Regions from separate parts of the Anser cygnoides genome. Here region 2 is linked to region 1. The links are chromatin contacts, called in public Hi-C maps. All regions are on one chromosome and are shown on one strand. Each heading gives the region's core, a stretch centred on a gene start, on an enhancer-like site or on the middle of the called end of the contact. The rest is flanking DNA. Distances are from core to core; before and after follow the strand shown.

Region 1 (3,294 bases), core at 374-2,873:
GTTTGGTTTATAACTGCTGCACTTTACTTTTTTTTTTTTTTTAAATACCAGATTTTGCCCGAATGTTCATCTTTTCAAGGGTACTCCTGGCCTTGCCCATGTTACTAATTTCCTACGTTACAACATTTACTTTTCCACATGACAGCAAATGAACCCTCCCACATATATGGGGAAAAGTAATGCTAAACATACCACAGATCATATTTCAAGGAAGCAGGCTGACCACGTCCCTTAAGGAGGTGCAGGTACCTGCAGGATGTGGCCTATGGGTACTTTTTGTTCCCATTACTGTGAGGAGCTCTGATTCCACCAGTGACTCCATCTGATTTCTTTTAAAATAAAAGGTTGTTCTTACTTCAGGATTGTGAGATGCTGTAACCATGACACCGATGGTAGATCCTGTGGCTCTGGACCTGAGAGCTGCCAGCAAGCCCATGCGGAACATGACGTGATCGAGCTGCTCTGCCTTGCTGCGGAATCCAGCAGTGCCATACTGAAGAGTAAGTCCAGCAGGCTTAGGATGCAACGCTGAGTATTTTTTCAGTGCTTCAAAATCCATTTCTAGAGAAGGAAGTAGCAGAGATGCCCATGAGAGAAGCAAGTCATTAGTTTCACAGTTTGCACTTCATTTAATTTTGAAGACTACAGATATCTTAAACCGAGGTCAACACAATACCATCAACAGCCCCATAAACCCCTTGGTGGGACTGTGAGGAGGATCACTACAGGCACAATCCATGAAGGAGCCTCTACTTTCCCAGTGCAACACTAGACAAACAGAGCAGGGCCAGATTTCATCAGATCACAAGACAACGAAGCAATTTAGGCGAGGAGATTGAGATTTTCAGTTGTCTACTGGCAGGGCTCCCAGCAAAGCTCTTGGCAAAGGGCCAGCCGTTTCCCACTTCAGCACTAGCCACTCATTGCCCGTGGCCACGGCTCCACGCTCTAACCCTTGAGACCAGATGCAGCCTGCAGTCTCTCTTCTTACCCTCACAAATTGCAGGGAAGCTCCTAGCAGTGTCAGCGGGTATTTTCTTCGGACTGCAGCTCAGCCAGGCGCGTGAACACGGACAGAACACGACAGAACACGACAGCCCTCGTGCCGCTCCCGGGACCCGTAGCGCTGAGGGGCTCTGGGCCGGGGCTGCCGCCCGAGCACCCCGACAGGAGCAACCCCCCGGGGCTCAGCCGCGTTGGTTACAAGGGGGCGGCGCCCGGGCCCACCGCCCCTGGCCGCCACCGCCCTCCTCTTCCGGGCTCAGCGCGGCCACGTAGCAGCCGAGCCCCGCCCGCTCGGCAGCCGGCGGCGTACCAGGATCGCGATCGCTTCCCCGGGTAGTGGGGTCCCCCCCGCGGGACCGGCGGAGGCGCCCTAACAGTCGTCGTCCCCCCCACCCCCGCGCCTCACGGGCTGAGCCCGGCTCGGTTGGGCAGGAGCCTGCCTGCTCCCTCTACCTGGGCAACGCGGCTACCGCTGACGGGACGCCCTGCAGCGGCTCCGAGCCCCCAGCCCGCGGGACAGGAGGGGAAGGAGGGATGGAGCCCCCCCCGCCTCGCCTCGCCTCAGCGAGGCGCTCCCTCAGGCAGCCCGCGCGCCCCGACCGTTGAGCTTCAAACGGCGCCGACCGTTGGTGCTACCCCCCCCCCCCCAACGGCCGCCGCTGCCCGGGAGCCCAGCGCGCGTGCGCGCCGCCGCCCCCCTCATGGCGGCCCGCGCTGGCGGTGGTCCCCGGAGAGAAGGCGGGGGGCGTAAAGGGTCTGGTGCTTCAGGAGCCGAGAAATAAAAGCGCCGTGGTTTTAGTGATTTACTCGAGTCTTGGCTTTATTCGGGCGGGGAAGGCTTAGTGAGGTAGCTGGCATCGGCACGGCGTTCACGAGAGCTTGGCTAGGGTCGTCCCTCAGGGGCTGCCAGGTTATGGAGCCGTGCCTTACAGAGGCAGCGCTCCCCTCGTGGGGACGCAGGCATTGCGCTTCGCATTACTTCGGCGAAACCACCGTATTTCCCTCAGAAGGGGCTGCCACGTGTGCTGACGTTCTGTTTTTGAAATGCTGCCATGTAAACCAGCCCCAAGTGGCAGGATGTCATGGACAGGAGTGGCACAAACGCTGGCAGAACCGGCCCGTGAACCGAGAAGCAGAACAGTATAAGGAGTTCCAGGGGGCTGTCCTGCTGGATAAAAAGGTTACACGTGGCAGCTAAGCAGTGTAAATACTTGCCTAGAGTAGTACAGCCAGTAGTGTAGGGCTGATTATAAGATAAGTCAATGGCTGGACAAACTCAGCCTAGAAGTATATGCATTTTCCTTGGAATAAGGATAATTAAATATTAGAACAATTTATTGGGTAGCGAGGTGGCTTCATGATTCTTTTGGAAACTTACATATAAGATCAGATATCTCTTTAAAACGCACCCTTTCACCAGTCTTCAGAGAGGAGTTTTGTGTGTTGTGCATGGAGGGCTCGTATAGAAAGATTTTTTTTTTTTTCCCTAATGACAGATTGTCAAGGAACTTGACATGATAAACCTCTCTTTGCAGGACTAACCAGAGACTTGCTTACATCAGTGAAAGTTGTCTCCTGGTGTACAAGAGCCTCAAGTGCTGAGGACATGTGAATTCTCCCCTGCTCTTTGGTTGCAGGCAGAGTTTTGTTTCCAAAGAACTGAAGTGCTCAATTTTAAAACACTGTAGGAATAAAGAGAAATGCAACAGCCTGTGTTTTGTGGGAGATCAGGCAAGATAATCTCAAGGTTTTCGTGGTCTAAAATGCTTTTTATCATCAATAATCCTGAGAATGCTTCATCTCTTACAGTGAATATTTGTTTATAATAATACCTCTCTATGCAGTGTGTACAATCATAAACACTTTGTAAAATATTTTTTTTTTCTTTTAATAGATCCAGCAAGTAGGTTGAATTTATTGATCAGATGCCCATTTGGTAGGGGGCAAGATTCTTAAGAGCCACTCTCCCCTTTACTCTGGCATATTAATATGGTTTCCAATACAAAAGCACATCCTACTGAACGGAGTCTTACTGATACAGTCAAGATTTAGTGCATACAGCATCTTTTGCTTCTTTTGCTGCTTTATGAATCATTTACTCTCACTTCATTCCACAAACCCATGAAATGCAAAGACTTTTGTGCCTGACTGCAGTATCGAATTTTGCTTTTAAACAAAGCGGAGAGGGGGAAGAAAGCCCACCTCACTCCATAACGTGTAAGCTTTGGGCGCTATCTTTACAATCTTTTAGTGCTGTTGGCACCATTTCCAATATCCTTTTGCTATCAT
Region 2 (3,294 bases), core at 544-3,043, 350 kb before region 1:
AAAGAGCAATTAGGATTCAAACCGTTTACAAAACAACCCGTGAGTACAGCCTGAACAAACAGGATCTGTTTTATCCCTCAGCTGTGTTTTCTACAGACCACAGTCTTCAAACAGGAAGGTTATTTACAAAAAGAACAAATATAAATCTGTTACCCCTGACAGTGGAGTAAGTACTCATTCATTCAAATTTCATAGATTAAAATTATGTCAGGAATCACTTTCAAAAGATACGCTGATCGCAAATGAGGCTACCCAAAGGTATTCTCAAAATGGACTAGACAAGCAACCTTGCAAATTTTAAATAGATGTCACCTGTCTAGAAGTAAAGCTACAGACAAAATTCAACTGAATTTATAAAACAACAGGTTCTACTATGCCTGCTATGCTCCCTTAGCTGTGGCATATCCAAGCTGCTGCATTTACTAGGCTGGGGCTTCTCTACTATCACTTAGAAACCCTGCAGCTGGTGGCCTTTAGATGTCCTCCAGACTTTCTGCAACTTCTGCCTTTGCAGTGAGGATGGCAGGATCCTTATCGGGATGAGACAATCAGTGATTCAGCCTTTTGACATAACTTCTTTCTTTAAGAGAATACCAACAACTCTAGCCCATTTGCTCCCAAGACTGCTAACAAACATTCTGAATTGAAGGCAGACAGTCTGTCAAACAAGCATCAAAGTATCACTGAGAGCTAAATTCAGCTGCAACACCTCAGAGAAGTTCAGCTTATCAGAAATAACAAGGTATCTCTGTTAACAGCTCATGAACAGGAAACTGTGAAATACCGTGCTTTGCTTTTCTGGAAACAGTGAAAACTACATAGTTTAATAGCATTAGCAAAAAATTAAAACGTAGAGAAAATGGTAACACAGAAGCACAGCTACAGACTTTTCCACAATACACTGGGATCCTGCTCTAGACTTTAAGTTTATCTGTCTTTCAGTAAAAGTGAAGAGTAACGAACCAAGAGTGCCTTCTAGAATTTCACTGTACTTAAAGCTCCATGAGATAAACAAATCAACTCTTAAACTTAGCAGACTTTTCTGTATGAACTCGGAACTTTTAGTGAAGTGTTGTTAAAAAGTACCCACATCAGATGTTCCTGTGTGCTTTTATATTTACTTTTTGTAAGCCCCAAGCTGTGGTCCCTGAAGACAGACAACTACATTGACCACGTCAGCAAGGAAAGGGCCGGACGCCGGAGATCAGGTGGCCGGCCCCAACAAGGCCACGCACAGACTTTTTTTTGACCCAACTAGGCGATTTCAACTCTCCGGCGCTCAACGCTGCAGCTCGGCAGCAACACCGTGAGCTGCTACCAGAGGCAGCAGGCAAACACCCCCGGGAGGGCCAGACACAGCAAAGGCTTCCCGGGAACCTCCAGCTAAGGAGAGCGGAGGCTGCCACCAGCGCCTGACGCGTCTCTCAGAGCCGGCCCCAGACTTTGGGGGGCGGCAGGGGGGTCGGTGGCCGCTTTAATAGCCACGTAGCGCGGCAGCGAGCACCGCCCGGCTCCCCGGCTGTCCCAGCGGAGCCCCCCCCGTTGTCCCCGTCCCGGTCCCGGTCCCCCCGGACACACCGGCGGCCCGCCCCTTACCAGTCGCTAGATGAATGGACTCGGCCGGGCAGGGCGGGAGGCGCGCTGGGCAGCGCGGGGGCTCATCCTCAGTGACGCCGGGGCAGGGCCAGGCCGCTACGGGTACCGCGGCACCTCAGCAGGAGGCGGCGGCCGGTGCCAGCGGAGCAGCGAGCGGCGAACGAACAGCGGCCGCCGCACCCCTGAAGAAGCAAGCAGCCGATTGGCCGAGGCGCCGCCGTAGCTCGCGCGCTGATTGGCTGCGACTCACGCCGCGGCCACGCCCGCCCGCGGCGGAGCCCGGATTGAGTGACAGGTAGGGTGGAAGGGGGCGGGGCCTGCGCGTCACGGCAGTGGAGGGACGCCGTGAGGCGCGCAAGGGTTAAAACAAAATGGCGGCCGCGCTACCACGGGGGGGCGCGCAAGGGTTAAAACAAAATGGCGGCCGGGGGTGTAGCAAGCGCGTCGTGTACTGAGTCCGGGAAAGGGCTGCCGGGAAGGAGCGAGTGAAGGAAAAACGTTTGAGGTGGTTCAGGGGGTTTTCCTGTCAGTTTTCATGGGAAAAGGAAAATTGTGGCCACGCAGCTAGAAGTGGTGGCTGCGATATCGTGAAACACTATCAATTGGTAGAATGAAACAGGCAAAGGACACAGGCCCCTGCCTAACAAAAATGTTAAAACCATCTCGGAAGAATTATTATCAACATCTGAGGCTGTCCCAAAGGAACAAAAGGTGAAGAGATGCAGCTTGCCTGGCTGTGAGCAAAGTTTCTGACAGGGCAGCGCCCCTCTGGGAGGTCTCAAGCAGAAATCATTAAGTAACCCATCTGCAGGTCTCTAGGAAATCAAGAAGTAAGAGAAAGCATCCAGAAGGCTTTATCGAGACAGATTGTCTCAAGCCAATGAAATTTCTCACTATGGCACTGCAAGTGGTCTAATTTACACGATGCAACTTGATTTTTGTGAGGCTTTTGACACCAACCCACAGGGCAGTCTTGTAAGCAAGCTCGTTAAGTGCACACGGATTTGACAAATAAATCTTGCAAAGTAATTACCTATGGTTCACTTAGTGGGTGTCTGAAGCAAACTCCAGTTCTACGTTTTAAATATATTTTTTGGATGATGCAATAGGAGGTGCAAATTACAGTTTAATCTGGAATAGGATTCGGATTTTGCATTGTTGGGTGGGAAGCTAGGAACCAGAACAAGTAGTACCCAGTGTAAAATAGAAAAAAAAAATACCACTTTTTCCAAAATAGAAAGGAAAGACAGGCTGTATTAATGTTTATGCCAATGGCCAGAATTTCTCTCTGTTTATTTAAAGCTACAATTTTATCACCAGAGTAGTGAAAGCATTAAGGAGTTTAAAACAACCTAGCTATTTTTTAAACACAAAACATTTGAAGTTGAAAAAAAAAAAAAAAGTGTATTCTTCAGCAGCAGTTTAATTTGGGGAAAATTGACTAGAAGTTGTGTGTAGGTGAATCACAGGCATTTTTTACTCAGGCCATCTGCCCCAGTTAATGTGAACTCTGCAGTCAGCCTTCTGTATTTCACTGTACAAAGGTTCAGTTTGCCAGCAGTCATTCCTCTTTGTAACTAAACCAGCATACTGTGTGAAGTTTATTTATGCATTTTTTTCCTAGTGATAGCTTCTTTCTGCTTCAGTCATGAACATGTCTCAGAGTTGGCCTTGCTACAAGTATGCTGCCAGCTGGCC

What was found. Hi-C and Micro-C count contacts between places; a contact is called where the count stands out from the background.
Region 2: a Hi-C map of liver shows a contact between it and region 1, with 1.9 times the contacts expected there. The contact joins the promoter of IBTK here to the promoter of PGM3 in region 1. A contact is called at or near these places in 2 of 7 Hi-C or Micro-C datasets (granulosa cells and liver).

Annotation. Positions count from the first base shown.
Region 1 is chr3:85,541,570-85,544,863 of Taihu_goose_T2T_genome, reverse strand. PGM3 (phosphoglucomutase 3) reads right to left here and starts at 1,623. Exons shown (of 13, transcript XM_048079875.2): 1 at 1,459-1,623; 2 at 356-561. The coding sequence starts at 559.
Region 2 is chr3:85,890,747-85,894,040 of Taihu_goose_T2T_genome, reverse strand. It overlaps IBTK (inhibitor of Bruton tyrosine kinase), which reads right to left and starts at 1,793. Exons shown (of 29, transcript XM_048079807.2): 1 at 1,597-1,793. It overlaps LOC106035347 (a long non-coding RNA gene), which reads left to right and starts at 1,909. Exons shown (of 3, transcript XR_010830489.1): 1 at 1,909-3,294.